2 separate regions of the Macaca mulatta genome follow, and region 2 is linked to region 1. A link is a contact called in public Hi-C data. All regions are on one chromosome and are shown on one strand. Each heading gives the region's core, a stretch centred on a gene start, on an enhancer-like site or on the middle of the called end of the contact. The rest is flanking DNA. Distances are from core to core; before and after follow the strand shown. Region 1 holds the start of CDKN2C (cyclin dependent kinase inhibitor 2C). Region 2 holds the start of DMRTA2 (DMRT like family A2).

Region 1 (7,528 bases), core at 2,896-5,395:
CTCCTGAGCAGCTGGGATTACAGGCACCAGCCACCATACCTAGCTAAACTTTTGTATTTTTATTGGAGTTGGGGTTTAACCATGTTGGCCAGGCTGGTCTCAAACTCCTGACCTCAGGTGATCCACCCACCTCGGCCTCCCAAAGTGCTGGGATTATAGGCGTGAGCCACCACGCCCAGCCATTTCTATGTCTCCTTAAATGATTATGAACTGCTGGAGCACAAGGTTTCCATGACTGTTAATATTTAATATCTAACTATAAAGGCTGTATTTCAGTATTTGATGTACTTATCATTACGATGTTAAAAGAGAAAGCACCACTCTCAATATAGTAGAAACTTAACTATGAATTTTTCTTGTAAGCCATGTTAGAATATAACCTTCTTGAGGGTAGGGATACCCTTGAATCTGCTTTAGTGAACTAGCCCTCAATAAATACTAGATTTGCATTGGGGTTACTGTGTAATACTTATGTATGCCTTCTGAACTAAGACCCTAAGCTCTGCACTGCCAATTCTGGTTTACCCAACAGGCAGATGAAGCATATGCTTTAGGGCACCAGCAAAACCAGACTGTTTAAAAAAAAAAAAAAAAAAAAAAAAAAAAAAAAAAAAAAACTTTGCCAAATAATTTAATATCTCAGCAAAACCAATGAAGTAGCCATCATGGGAAAAAAATCAGAATTTTGTTGGACTTTTTTACTCTTATTTTGGGGTTGTTATTTTTCTTTTTATTTCTATATGAGGAAGAGGTGGTAGAACATCAAAATCTTTTCAGTGCTTAGGGCCTCCAAAAATCTTAATACAACTCTGTGTACATCTTAAATTATCATAAGTTTTACTTAGTTGTTCAGCAATAAGTACTTTATTTCATGAAAATTATAGCACGTTTACCCGTACTTTATGTAATCATACAATTTAAGATTCTTCCTCTTTACAATTTATCTCTAAGCAAGAAACCATAATAAATGCTAGAAGGCAACCTTCATAAATTGGACTAATACCAGTTCTCTCTTATCAGCCAACAGTGCTAATATGTCCTCACACCCCCTGGCTGTATGAAAAGATTACACAGTTCCCAGAACAATCAAAAGTAAATTATTATTTATTTCTTACTGGTATAAATGGAATCTTAAATGTTTCTATTTGAAACGTCTACATATATGTAAGAAAAAGAGAGTTAGTTTCTTTTTTTGTAGTTCTCATTTGATTCACAACTCGTTTAGTTACCTAAGAAAAGAGTTCTAGTTTTTTTCTCAACAATTACGTTAAAGAAAACACTGCCAGATTCTTCCCAGTTTCAACTTTCCCTCTACCTACCAGTCAATCTGCTGCTGGATGATTATCCAGATGTTTCTGGTGTGTTTTGTTGCTAACACTCTCAGTGTACTTCAAGAAGGGTACAGATACTGCTCGAGGATCCGCTTGCCAAAGTCCGGTTCTAATTAGACTTGTCATTTTTTGCTTGGTTTCATTTTGACCACTGGGTGCATCATGCAACCGTGTTGGATATTTTTAAGAGTATAAAAATATAGAAAGCAATAGTTAATTAATCTCACTTTAAAAGAGGAAGTTAAAAGTACTGGAAATTCGTGTCGGATGATTAAATAAAGGATTAGGAGAGAGACCATTCCTTTACATATAGACACCCTCCCCAACCCCACACCCCCAAAACACCAAGCCATTTCTAAGTAGTGAGAGAACTTCGGCAACAAAGAAATAGCTTTGTTAGAAAACACTTCACACGACTTATTTTAAATTTTGCTTTAAATTTAATTGCTTTTCTCCTTTTTCTCTAATAACAGGACTATTTAGCAGTTTCTAGTCCTTGATTAAGGCTTCAGAGTTCATTCTTATCTATGCCATGTCTTAAGTTTTCATAAAATTCAATCTATACAAGACTTGCTTTTTGTGAGCACTGTGCTTAGTGGCAGTCCGGATTTTTCCCTCCACCCTCGCGGCCACCCCTGCCCACCGCGGCCGTCGGGCGTGGATCTGGCAGGTGCGAGGCCGAGGCCCAGGGCTCAGCGAAGGAGGCCGAGTTTACAGAGCGCGCGCGCCCTAGAGGAGGCAGCAGCAGCCGCAAGCCTGGCCGCCCGAACTTTGCGAGCCTGGCGGGGGAGCACAGAGGCTGGCCGACCTGCCCCGCTAGCGCTGGAGAACGACTCCCTTTATGCCAGCTCGCTCTCCGCCTTCCCGCAGCCTGCGCTGCGGAGCCTCGAAGACTCCGCCGCCCTCCACAGCGTCTTAAATAACAAACCCCTGTCCTCGCGCCCGTAGGAATTGGGGCAGCTGGGGGTTCGCGTCACAGACTCAAGCCCGCCCGCCGGAGAAGGGCAGGCCGGGCTTCGCGGGGCCGAACCCCGCTCCAGCTGGGGACAGGCCGCCTAGCCGGCGGGAGAGAGCCGGCGCGAGGGAGCCAGCGCAAGAGACTTGACGGGAGGAGGTGGAGAGCTAGAGGCGGGAATGAGTGCGCGGGGCCGGGAGGGCGGAGCCTGCTAGACTGCGAGCGCGAGCGCCAGCAGGGCGGAGGGCGGGGCGTGGGCGGTGCCCGGCCTTCCCGCTTCCGCGGCGCTGCAACTCCGCCGAGCCTCCTTAAAACTCTGCCGTTAAAATGGGGGCGGGTTTTTCAACTCAAAAAGCGCTCAATTTTTTTCTTTTCAAAAAAAGCTGATGAGGTCGGAAAAAAGGGAGAAGAAACCGGCACCCTCTCTGAGAGGCAACAGAAGCAGCAATTGTTTCAGCGAAAAAAGCAGCAAGGGAGGGAGTGAAGGAAAAAAGTAAAAAAGGGGGCGACACGCAAGTGCCCGTAGGGGTGAAAGGAGCAGGGACCGGCGATCTAGGGGGGAATCAGCTACAAAAGAAACTGTCACTGGGAGCGGTGTGGCCAGGGAGGAAGCAGTGCTGCCAGGCTCGGCTCCAGGGCACAGCTGGCTGGCGGCTGCCCTGTCCGCAGCAAAGGGGCACAGGCGGCCGGGGACCGCGAGAGGTGGCGAAGTGGCACCGGGCGCCGAAGCTGCTGAGCGCTCGCCGAGACGGCGGCGGGTCTGGCTGCGCCCTGGAACTGTGGCGACTCCCCCTACTCAGAACTTGGCCTGCGTTTCCCAGGACTCTCCCCATCTCCGGAGGCTCCCACAAAACCGGGAAAGGAAGGAAAGGACAGCGGCGGCAGCAGCTCAATGAGTACCTACAACAGAAAGCCTGAACGAGCTCGGTCGTAGGCGGGAAGTTCCCGGGGGTCTGCCCAGTACAGCCGCAATGCTGCCGCGAGCTGCCCCAGCAGTCCGGGCCCCGTAGACGCTTCCCGCATCGCTCTCCTCCTTCCTCAGGCTGCCGGGAGTCCCGGGACCTGGCGGGGCCGGCATGACGGGCTTCTCGGGGGCCCGCCGCACGCCCGGCAGCCTCCGGAGACGCGCGCCGAGCCCGGCTCCCACGGCCTCTGAGGCTCGGCGGGGCTGCGGCTGCCTGGCGGGCGGGCTCTGGAGCTTTCCTGAGCGGCATTAGCCCACGACTTGGCCCGGACGCGACTAAACGCTCTTCTGGAGAAGCCCAGAGTACTGGGCAGTCGTTACGACCTGTAACTTGAGGGCCACGGAACTGCTACTCCCGTTCGCCTTTGGCGATCATCTTTTAACCCCCCGGAGCACGTCAGCATCCAGCCACCGCGGCGCTCTCCCAGCAGCGGAGGACCCAGGACTGTCCCTTCGGCGAGACGGATGGAAACCGAGCCCCCTGGAGGACCTGCCCCTGCAGTTCTGCCTCACACGGCTCAAGTCACCACCGTGAACAAGGGTGGGTGAATGCCTTTTCTTCCCCCCGAATGTCTTTCCTTCCGCGGTATTTTCTGCCCCGATCTATAGTCCCTTGAGTGTCCACACACACTCCTCACAGAGATCTGTAGCGTAGGTACGTGACAGCTCTGCCTACATCTGACGTCCGGAGTCATTACCCAGGAATGTATGTGTGTCTGTGTGTGTCTCTGTGGAGTCGTCAGAATTCTTCATAGGGGTTAAGCTAAAAAAGCGAGGCGAGGAGCCCCTCTCCAATGGCTCAGTTTTGCTGAATAATCACGTGTGAATCGAGGGGCGGGCTTTTGGCAGGCAGATCTTACTAGTATTTACTACCAAGCTCTACTCCAGATTAACCATCCCAGTCCTTCTGTCAGTCTCCGATGCCATCATGCAGCCTGGTTAGGAGCAAAGGAAAGGGAAAAAAGAAAAACGACTAATTCATCTTTTCCTGATCGTCAGGACCCTAAAGAATGGCCGAGCCTTGGGGGAACGAGTTGGCGTCCGCAGCTGCCAGGGGGGACCTAGAGCAACTTACTAGTTTGTTGCAAAATAATGTAAACGTCAATGCACAAAATGGATTTGGAAGGACCGCACTGCAGGTTGGTATTCAGAGAGGTGGGGAAAACAAGTCAATAATGTTGCCTACGTGACCCGGTTTTCTAGATTTACAGCTTTTAAGCTTTCAGGGACATAAAATTTCACTGTTTTTAAACCTAGTTGGTTGCCATATTTTATATCTTTAAGTGGATGCAACTTCTCAAAATGACGTACTTTGAACAAACTCCTCAAATCCAATAACATCCTTGATATCAAGTGGGGTCCAGATTTGGTCTTAGTTTTTGGAATCTTTTTGTGACGGTGGGGATTTTAGAGTAGTCATTGTAGGGCCGAGGTTTGTTTGTTTTGTTTTGTTTTTAAAGACAGCTCTGTAAACACATTATTATGATTATTATTTGAAATACACTGCTATTAGTGGTTTCACGTACTTTGCCCCCAGTAATAGACTTTAACGTTAATTTTCTTGACTACTGGTGAGGGTGTTTTTCCTTCAAATGCTCCAAGTTTTGACAAACGACTTTTCCTCGTTTGGAATGGGTGGCCTGGGCACCGGGACAGGATGTACATTTCACAGTTAATGTAATACCATCCACTCATTCAGGAGTCGGGAGGAATAAAAAGTTGAATTTTCTAATCAGAGCTCAGCTGCAGTGTCTTTGTCTCTACGATTATGCCGTGGTGTGCTCTAATTTTCAGTAATTAGATTTACAGGCAACGATTGACACATGTCCAGCTGCCAAGTATTGTACCTGATAATTTTTTTCTTCTTCTGAATGTTATCATGTAATTTAGGTGAAAGGCTTAGAAACAGAAAAATGACAAAATAGTTTAAAATAGTTAATTTATCAGAGTTCTGATGATATTCTTATGAGCTATTCTTATTTGGAAATGCAACACTTGAAGCTGTTTTTGAAAACCCATTGGGGAGAGGGTTTTTAGAGGGCTTTGTTTCGGTTACAAGAATTAAAAATTTAAGTGCCAGGAGATATACTAGTAACAAACAAAGTCCATGTAGTCTGTACGTTTTCAATCAGAATACACTGGCCTTGCAAAAATTTCAGTATTAAGGAAGTTTATGCACAGATACTAAATTATTTATCTTGTTATTTCTGCTACATTAAGTAATGATTTTTTTTCTTTTTCTACCTAGTAGTTTTGAACAGGTTTAGTGATGATAGCAAAGTAACAAATTTAATATATTGAAAAGCTTCCTTTTGAAAACTCAAAAGATTATATAAACTTCACAAAGAATGAGCTACTTAACCCATGTTCATAATAAGATTTTACAGGATTTTTGACGAACAGAAAGACTGGGAAATTAATAATATTCTTTTAAAAAGTTTTGACAAACATTTTTAATACAACTTTGCAATCTTGTTTATATTAAACATACTTATCAAGATACTAACACCCACTTATTGTGGCTTAGTCCTTGTACATATAACGAAACACACAGAAACTGGAGTTTCAAGGCTTATTTTCATTATGTATAATCCTAACTCTGAAGTTGTGTCATAAGTCAAGAAATAACTTTCTTCAAAACCATTTCCAATATTACTATTATTTTCTGTGAAAAAAGGTGAATTTTATTCTACAATTATGTTTATTTAACTCAATTTCAAAAGCCTTTTCCACCTTCCTAGTGTATATTTTTCTATCAGGTTAATATCAAAGGCCTTAATCGTATGTTTGCTTTACAAAGATCCAAGATATCTGTCTCTTATTTTTCTCATTGCAGGTCCTTAAATATGACTAAATCTTTAGAGACAGTTGTGGTGGTATCAATTTTTAATAACCAAAAGTATGTTTCATTGAAGTTCTTGAAATATAAATTATGTATCACTGTTTACCACTGCTCCAAAGGAAGAGCTAAAAGTCAACAGAGTTTTATCAACAGGGGAGCTTAATATCTTGTCCATCTATATAGTTTGCATTTACAAAATATTACTCATTCTAAATATATTTTATTATTTAATATGTGATTAGATTTTTTAAACATTTAAAAAAGATAGATCGACTTTGTATTTTCCATTAGCATTTAATTTCATAAACATTGAGTGTCTATTATATAAGATATTTATTATAATTTAGATTATTATAATATACCTAAATATAAATAAACCAGTGTAAATGCTGAAAATATGTGGCATGTTAATGAAAGTAATATTTTTTCACAACTAAATTATATGTATTTTATGTTTGCATGATGTTCTACAAGATATTTTATAACAGACCACTGATAGAGTGAAACATATTCAAACAATAGTAAATAATCTTCGTTATGTGAATTATTTGTATGTTGATAGCAAGTGGTAATACCACATTCTGACTTTTAAAATGTTGGCAGTTTACAAATAGCTATTCTTTAAATGCTTGATAGTAACTGAAAAAGGAACTAACACAGGATCACCAGTTGATTATTAAATTAGCTCAAACCACAAGACAAGGCACAAGGCTGTCCGTGTCCCAAAACACCCATTAAATATCTTATTTTTTCTTCTTTTGCTCACTTGAAAATCAGGAGGCTTGTCAGAACTTTGAGAAACAGCATATAATGTAATAGGGTGACTATTTCATTATTTTCAAGAACAGTTGTCATACAACAATTTCCTACTGTGATACAAGGCATATCAGGAACTTAGTTTTATATAAATTGATACCATAAACAATTTAGAACACTGTGGCTTATTTAACACCTTAATAATCAGTAATGTTTTGTAACTTAAAATGAAGGATTCTAGGCATTGAATACACCTAGTAGCCAATACTAAATAACTTGCAATTTATTTGCAAGTTATTTAGTAACATTTTTAAAGAAATGCTTGGAAATTTGGAACTATATCTGTTTGGAGGGAACTTGTAAAAATTGATCATTTAAGAAAATATCAGGCCTGAATTTTTAAGACATCATTTTTACACTCGCTGATGGAGTTGGTTTAAAGAAACTCAACATCCTTTTTTGTTTGCAGTAGCTATTTAGAAAATAAAGTTTAACCACATATGATTTTCTAGAATTAATACCACAGGCACCTTTTATGAGCATGAACAATCAAACAGAAAGAGACTCTTATTTAAATCCCAAATTCCATTTCTTTTATTTTAATAAATTCATGAAATTACACAACTCTTCATGGAACATAGAGAACTGAGTTGTTAGCAAATGCTATACATGTTGCACAA
Region 2 (7,528 bases), core at 1,913-4,412, 540 kb before region 1:
GAGGCTGGGCGAGCGGTGAATCCTAGCAGTCGGGGCGACTGGACACGGGGTTTCTACTCTTTCCGAACGGAGACAAGCCCCTGGGCCAGGCGCCCCAGAGCTACGATCCTGCTGCCCCTACCTGCGGCCTGGCCGCGCTCTCACCTGAACCGCCTGCGCCAGCTGCTCCGCCTCCGGTCCCCGCGGGCGCTCCCGCTCCGGGTCCCCCGCCGTCGGCGGCGCACACTGAACCGAAGACCTCGTAGGCGGGCCTCGGGGGGATGATGCCGTTGGCTGCGGCCAGCGCCAGCCCCTCGGCAGTACCGTAGAGCAGCTGCAGCTCGCGCGCCTCGTTCTCCTCCTGCGCCTGCTGCCTGCGCAGCGCCACCTGCGCCGCCATGACACGCTGGCGCTCCGCGATGAGCGTGCACTTGGCGCACAGGCAGTCCTTCCAGCGACAGTAGCGTTTGTGGCCCTTGAGTGCAGACACCACGCCATGGTTGCGACAGCGCGCGCACTTGGGGGTCCGCGGGTACTTCTCGGCTGCCCGCAGCAACAGTGGCGGCCCCCGCAGCAAGCCGCCTGCCACGCTTACCGGTAGCGATGCGGCGGCTGCCGCGGCGGCCGCCACCGACGCCACCGACGCCACGGGCGGCCCAGTCGCTGTAGCCGCCGCTGCCGTCGCCGCGCCGGGCACGCTGGGCAGCTCCGAGCGCAGCTCCATGACAGGACCTGACCGGAAAGAAGGTGGGAGAGGGGAGAGACCGGGTGAGGAGCACACCGCGCACTAGGCCAAAGCGCAGCCTTGAGGAACCCAAGTTGGAGAGGGATATTTGGGCCACGGAGGCTGGGCTAGCGGGGCCAGAATTGCTGGGAGGAGGTACAGTCGGAACCTCCTTGTGAGCCCTAGCGCCTTCACCCCAGTCCAGCCACTGCTGCTCTTAGACCTGATTTACACGCTGGGGTTAAGATTTTGTCTGAATCAGTAATTCTGCTGGAAAAAATAAAGAGACATGTAAAGTGTGAAAGTCACTGATTCAGGTGGTTGTAATGAGGATTTGGAAAAGTTAAGATGATACCCTAAAGCTTAGCCTAATTGAGGTGAGACGGGTGAGAAAAATGTTCGTTTGACAGGACTGGGATTAGAGCCACAGTTTTGGCCCAGAACTTAGGCCGATGCCAAGGGCAAAACAGGAAAATCCGGAGCAAAACGGCCAGTCTGGCGGAAGGGTGAAGAGGAGAGAGATGTGAAGGAGCAGAGTTGAGCTGGTTGGGCCCGAGTTTTGTTTCTTTTTGTTTGTTTATTTTTAATGCAGGTGGGGGCAGAAGCTTTGGAGAGAAAAATCAGCAACAGAAAGAATAGCTTTAGGAAGTAGAATGGGGGCGAAGAAACAATTCGTGCAAAGTTAGGCCCAGTGGCTCTGGGACCGGTAAAAATGTGAGCCCCAAAAGTTCCACGGTGCGGGCCTCCAGAGAGGGGGAGAGAAAATGTGTGTGGAGTTTAGTTTAGGACTGGGAAGTATTAAAGAGAAAAATTCGGCCAAAGAAACTTTCTGTATAGGCAAACCCAGCCCAAAGATGAGCTTCATGGGCAAGGAAAACAGCGAAAAGCAGCTGATCTGGGTGTCCGGGATCCAGGGTCCGCGCCCAGGAGAGGGGAATGTGTAAGTAAAAAACTCCACAGGCAAAGGCTGGGGGAGAGGATTGGGTAAAACCTGCGGTGCAATTTTTTAGCTTCGCAGTCTGGAGTAGTAGTCGGGGCGGAAGACGTATCCTGCGGAAAGTTAGGCATTTCGGGAGGGGGATCTTTCTCGAACACCACCTCACACTGCCCTCCCCTCCCCTCCGGGTTTAGGAACAGAGTCGTCAGACACACCCTCCCCGTCTTGGGGTCCCAGGGGACCCCGATCGAGCGCAGGCTCCTGCGTCCTGATCTCAGAGTTGGGGTCCTAGGACGCGGATGGCCCAGCGGGCCGCACCAAGCCAGAGAAGTCGCCTTCGCAACTGGCCATAAACGGATACCAGAGTCCCACCCGCGCCGCAGCCCCACAAGGCCCAAGCAGGCCCAGCTCCCCGCTTCTGCCGCAGTCTCCTCTGCTTCCCGTGTTCCCCGTCCCTGCCAGAGCCCGGGACAGAGTCCTTGTGTCTCCATCCGAGAGTCCCAGACCTCCTCTCTATGAGCGTTGCCTCCTCTCCCAGACCCCTCGGGCCGCGCCGTCCCTAAGCCCACGGGGCCCAGGCCTCCTCAACAGGGGCCGCAGACCAGGTCGCCACCCCCTGCTGTCCCTGCGGCTCTCAACTACCTGCCTTGGGTTCCGGGATCCTCCTCCGCTGGCGCTGCACGCGCCTCCCGGCTCCACTGGCGACGCTGGCGCTCTTGGCCTCTTCCCTTTGCCCCCGGCCCCTTATCTGACCACGTCACCCTCCTTCAGTCACCATGTCTGAACTTCCGGACCCCTCAGAACGTAGCGCAGTCCAACCCTTCCTTCAGAGATCCGGGTCGGAGGCTCCTCTGCCGGCCGCCTGGTTGGAACCCGCAACCTGACTCTCGCAGTGCCGAGTCCCCTCGCTGAGCGCGCTGGACGCTGCGCGCAGCCGGGGCCCAGTTGCCCCGCACTGCCAGACTCTCAATGAGAGGCTCGCCCGCTCTATTGTTGCTCCTTAGGGCTCCATTAGACAGAATTGGACAACAATGTGGCGCCTGCCATTGGCCAGGGGAGGCAGACGGCACTCTGATTGGCCGGGCCCGCGCCCGGGGAGCCCCGCATTCTACAGTGTCCGAAAGATTCGAAACTCCAAAAGCTCCACTGTGTGCTCCGGGAGGGGAGGGGGTGCGCCAGGAAAGGAGTGGAAAAAAGTGGGCGAGGAGGAGCGTTGAAACTTTCGTGACAAGTAGTTTCCGTGCGCCCGAGAGCGTGTGAATTGCTCCTAATTACCGTGTCCGGTGCGCCTCTCTGCGTAGACTTGTGTAACCCCTCGGCTTCTGGGGCGCCGACTCGGCTGCGCCGCTCTCACTGGCCGGGGGCGCTTGGCAAAGCTGAGCTTCCCAAGTGGCCCTGGAGCCCTGGGGCGGGATGGGGGGCAGGTGACAATTCAATTACTGCGGTCGGGGTGGGGGCGGGACAGGGGTGCGGGGGTGGGGAAGGGAGGGTGTTCAAGGCATAAATGCCAGGACGATTTTTCCTGCCTTCTTCCTGCTACGTTTCGGCGCGCTCCCAAGTCGGACGAGTTTGGGGTAGTTGAGGGCTGCTTTGGTTTTTTCCTCCTGTCACCTTTAAAGTTCAGTTATTTTGTTTTGAAAGTCCTGATACGATAGTCATCCTGGAGGGTAAGTGTGGTTTATGAAGATTTTCGTGTTTAAAGAGAAGCTCAGCGAAGAGAAACGAGATTGCGCTTCCTGTCGGTGCCCGCCGCATCCGCATCCCTCGCGCCCTGAGCCTTTCCTCTCCCTGCCCCTCTTTCGCGTCCCTCGGCCCCTTTTGCTCTTTCTTTTCCTCATTTTTCAGCATCTCGGTTTCTTTTCCTTGGTGATGGGATTCTTTTTGTCTTTATTGTAAATGAACAAACAGCCCCCCTCCTTTTTTTGTTTCTTTTCTAAACGAAAGTAAAAAGTGGCCTCTGTGTCTCCGCAGCTTCTTTTAGACTCAGGACGCGCATCGGTCTGTCCGACCTTCCCCGCAAGAGACAAAGTGACTGCTGGGAGGCCCCCGCGGACAGTTTTCAGTTTTAACTTTCGCCTTATTCTTATCCTGTCCTGATGTCACGGCCCTGAGGAACAGCTCATTCTGAAGAAGAGGTAACAGGTTTCAGATTTTGTTTCCTTTTTGAAAGGCAACATCTGGAATTAATGCCGCGGCCCTCGGGCGGGTCGCCCTCGGTTCTTGTAGCTCTACCTCTGTCTTTTCATTCTGTTTTTCCCTCTAATATCTAATGTTCTATCACTCTCGTTTTTGTTCTCTACTTTTCTCTCTCTCCTTCAGAGTAAAGAAAATTCGTTTAAATAATGAGGAAAATGAGCGTTCCTGGCATTCTCCGTCCACTCTTGACCGTGCGTCTCCGCGTTACTCTTTCGAACCTCCAGGCCGGCGGGAATCTGGGCGCGTAGATTCGGCCGGGGCCGTCGCGGCCTCAGGACGCAGCCCTCCCGCCTGGCACGACTACTGGGCCGCGCCCTGTCAGTCTATCCGCTTCTGAGCCCAGGGCTGGGGTTGGGGGAAAGAAGGTGCGACCAACGGGCCCCCACCCGAAGACCGCAGAACCTGGCGCCCCGGGAGAGCCTTGGAAGAAGCCCACCCGGAGGCTGAGGCTGGAGGGAAAAGGGGATGGGGATGATGCGCTCGAGGACCGGGCGGAGAGCTTCCAGAAAGTTCACCAGGCCCCGGCGCGAGGGCGCTCTGACACGAACAAGGTCTATGATAGCGATAAAAACCTGGTCACTAGCTCCCAGAAAATGCCACTTGCTGGAGTCTGTGAATGGGTTTAGGAGAGAGAAGGGTGTCAGCCCCCGCGAGGGTCTCCCGCGTGAAGCGAGGATAAGGGGGTGCTTCAGGGATAATATGTCCTCTAGGAGCGCAGGACCCAGACCCCACCTTCCAACACCTGGAGGTTCCGAGGCCAAGTACGTCTAGTAGCCCCGGCTGCACCTGGGGAGGAGAGCCATGAGGTTGGGGGAAGAGCGCCGACCACCGCCGGATTCCGCGCCGGGGCCGTCAGGTGCCTTCTCCCAGAGCTCCTTTGGACAAAGTTTTCGGGAAATTATATTAAACCGAAAACGAAATAAACTATATAAATCTGCCTAGCTTTTCGGGGGGGCGGTGGCCCAGGTATCCTTCGCGCTTGAGGCCAGGTCACCGTGAGATTTCCCCACTCCGGACGGGGGATTCCTCAGAAGCCAAGGGTGTAACCACGAGGACTCGGGAACCCTAGGCGGCCCCACAGATGCGTGAGGAACTTCATTTTCTAAGGAGTGGGAGGAGGAGCATCCTGGCATCTAATACAGCCCAACCAGAGGGAATCCGCCCACCCCTAGTGGAGGAACCTCTCTCTTCTCTCGCCCCTCTTTCCTGGCATTCACATCTCCACAGGTCTGGGACCCACAGCCTTTTCTCCCACTCCCCGGAGGTTAGGGTTTTCATGTGAGTGAATGTGTTATGGAGGGAGGCAAAATAAACCCCAGGTCATCTCACCCACACTTTGACCAGGCAGGAATCCTCTGCCCAGCTTCCCAGGCCACTCCAGGGCCAGTTCCTCCTGATTTGAATTGGGTCGGTCGAAGGGGAAAGGAAAGGCATGGCCGAACTGAGCCGTCAGCACGAGAAGAGCACGCTCAGGTTGAGTCAGCAGGGTCTACCCGCTCCCCAGCCTGAGTGTAGCTTCACACTTGGACACACCCCCTCCCCCGTGCGTGTGACCACTCTCTGCAAAGTATGGGACACACTGTCACGCCAGCATTCAGAGAGCACCACGGGGCCCAGGCTCAACTCTGATACTACCCTCCAACCCAAGGGGACCCCTTCAGTGAATTTGACCTCAGTGTTCTCATAAGCATGTCCCCATCCTGGGACATCCACTCGGTGTGTGACGTTCCCAGACTCCCACAGATTTCCACATCGGTGACAGCACACGCCGACAGGAGCACATCCTCACGCACGTATGCCCTGGTTTATGCGCGGAGCCCCAGCCTTACTTCTACAGTTGGGCCCCAGGCAGAAAAAGCCACAGCCTTCCAGGACAAATGAGGCGGCTGAGAGCAGAGGGTCTTCCTCACACATTCACACGCGTACTCTTAGCTCAGAATCATTTGCTGACGCCTCTGCTGTGCCAGGGGCTGGGGGTCCGGGTGAGAGGGCCCGGCCAAGAAAATACACCCCATCCCTATTCGCCCCTGGCCCCATCCCCCACGCCCACGCCCAGGCACTGGTGGCGTCCAAAGGGACTGCGCTGGGATGAGGCCGGGGTTGAGGGCCTGGGGCGTAGAGCCGGCTGTAGGCGCGGCGTGGGGAAGGGCGCCGAGGGTGAGTAGTGTAACTCTGAGTAGAAGAGCCAGGGGCGCCGATGGGGGACCCGGGAGGCACTGACTTTTGCGCTGTTTGCCCGCGGCCTCGGAGCAAGCAGACGCCATCTGTTTGCCGGCTGCGACGCGTCCCGTTTAATTACCCTCCCGGCAGCCTAATAGAGATGATATTAAACTAAATCTTTCTGACATTAAAAGTAATTATCCCCAAACCGGTGGCTCCGGGACGGAATGGCCCCTCCCGCACCCACCCCTTCCCTGGCTGTGCCGGATTCCGTTAGTTTGGCTGATACTCTCCGCCCGGGAATGGGGCGCAGAAGAAAGGGGGAACGTGCTTTTGGGAGAAGGAGTCTCCACGGGTTGCCTGACACGCGTTTTCCCGCAAACTACACTCTCCTGTTCCTATGTGGACACAAGCACGTGTACACACAGACACGTAGCGATATTTTCCTCCAGATCAACTCATGAGTCACGCTGATTAAGACCCTCAGCCGCGCACACCCTCTGTGAACAGGGAGACGCGCAGCTTGGTTTCCTGTCCCGTCCTCTGACACCGCTAAAATGGTCATTTTCCATGGTCATAGCCACGGATCTATGCCAGGACCGGGGACCGGGCATAATTTCGGAGCCAGAAAGAACTCCTATGGTGGCGCCGGGTTTCTCAGGCGCTGTTCCAGCTAAGGGCCAGGCGCCCAGCAATTTCTCTACAGTTGCTTACTGAAGTCGCACCACTCTCTGCGAGGCAGGTCCGATTATTCCACTTGTCAGGTGAGAGACTTGGAGCGGTGAGATGACTTGTTCCACATATCACAATTAGTGCGTAACAGAGCAAAAATCAAACCCGGGAGTACCCTCATCCAACGCCGGGTCAAGGCACCCCTCCACACCCGTTGGCCGAGAACCCTTTGGTGCTCAGCTTCTTCCCGGGCCCTGGACCTAAAGGCCGGGCCGAACAGCCAACTGAAGGTGGAGGAGAGAGGGCACTGGCTCTGAGTGAGCGGCAGGAGGCCCCGAGGCGGAGCCCCAGCGGCTGCAGCCCTCCTTTGGATCAAGCCCTCGCGTCTGCGGGGCAGGCGAAAGGGAGGCGTCTGCCCAGTGTCGCCAGGCTCCTCAGGATTTTCTGGTTGGGAGCATCTAAGCCTGAGACAAACGCGTGGAGAGTGGTGTTCACCGCCCCACTATTTGTTTCTATTTGTGAGCGCCTACTGAGTACAGCCACTCTGCTAAACACTTGGTGTGTGCTGTCTTGCTTGCCACGCAGTCCATGGGGGAAGATGCGATGGTCCACGTTTCAGACACAAGGTAGCCAAAGTTCAGCAAGGCGACACAACTTGCCTGGGGCCAGAGTGCTGCCGAACTTCGAAAAAGACAGAAATCCAGATCCAACTCCCACTCTCAGGTTTTTTTCTCCTCACCTTCCATGGGGGGGGGGGGTGGGTAGGATCAGACCTAGGAGCTTCCATTTGGTTCGGTTTCATTCAGTTCACTGATCGTTCACAGAAACATGAAAGTAAGAGTCATTCATTCATTCATTCA

Evidence for each region. Hi-C and Micro-C count contacts between places; a contact is called where the count stands out from the background.
Region 2: a Hi-C map of cortical neurons shows a contact between it and region 1, with 8 times the contacts expected there. The contact joins the promoter of DMRTA2 here to the promoter of CDKN2C in region 1. A contact is called at or near these places in 3 of 14 Hi-C or Micro-C datasets (cortical neurons, fetal cortex germinal zone and fetal cortical plate).

The regions. Positions count from the first base shown.
Region 1 is chr1:189,693,689-189,701,216 of T2T-MMU8v2.0, reverse strand. CDKN2C (cyclin dependent kinase inhibitor 2C) reads left to right here and starts at 4,145. Exons shown (of 2, transcript NM_001266314.1): 1 at 4,145-4,389. The coding sequence starts at 4,261. It also overlaps a transcript of FAF1 not described here.
Region 2 is chr1:190,229,927-190,237,454 of T2T-MMU8v2.0, reverse strand. It overlaps DMRTA2 (DMRT like family A2), which reads right to left and starts at 3,162. Exons shown (of 3, transcript XM_077957725.1): 1 at 2,287-3,162; 2 at 145-711. The coding sequence starts at 703. It overlaps LOC106998526 (a long non-coding RNA gene), which reads left to right and starts at 3,181. Exons shown (of 4, transcript XR_013402217.1): 1 at 3,181-3,307; 2 at 3,612-3,775; 3 at 3,960-6,207; 4 at 7,020-7,528.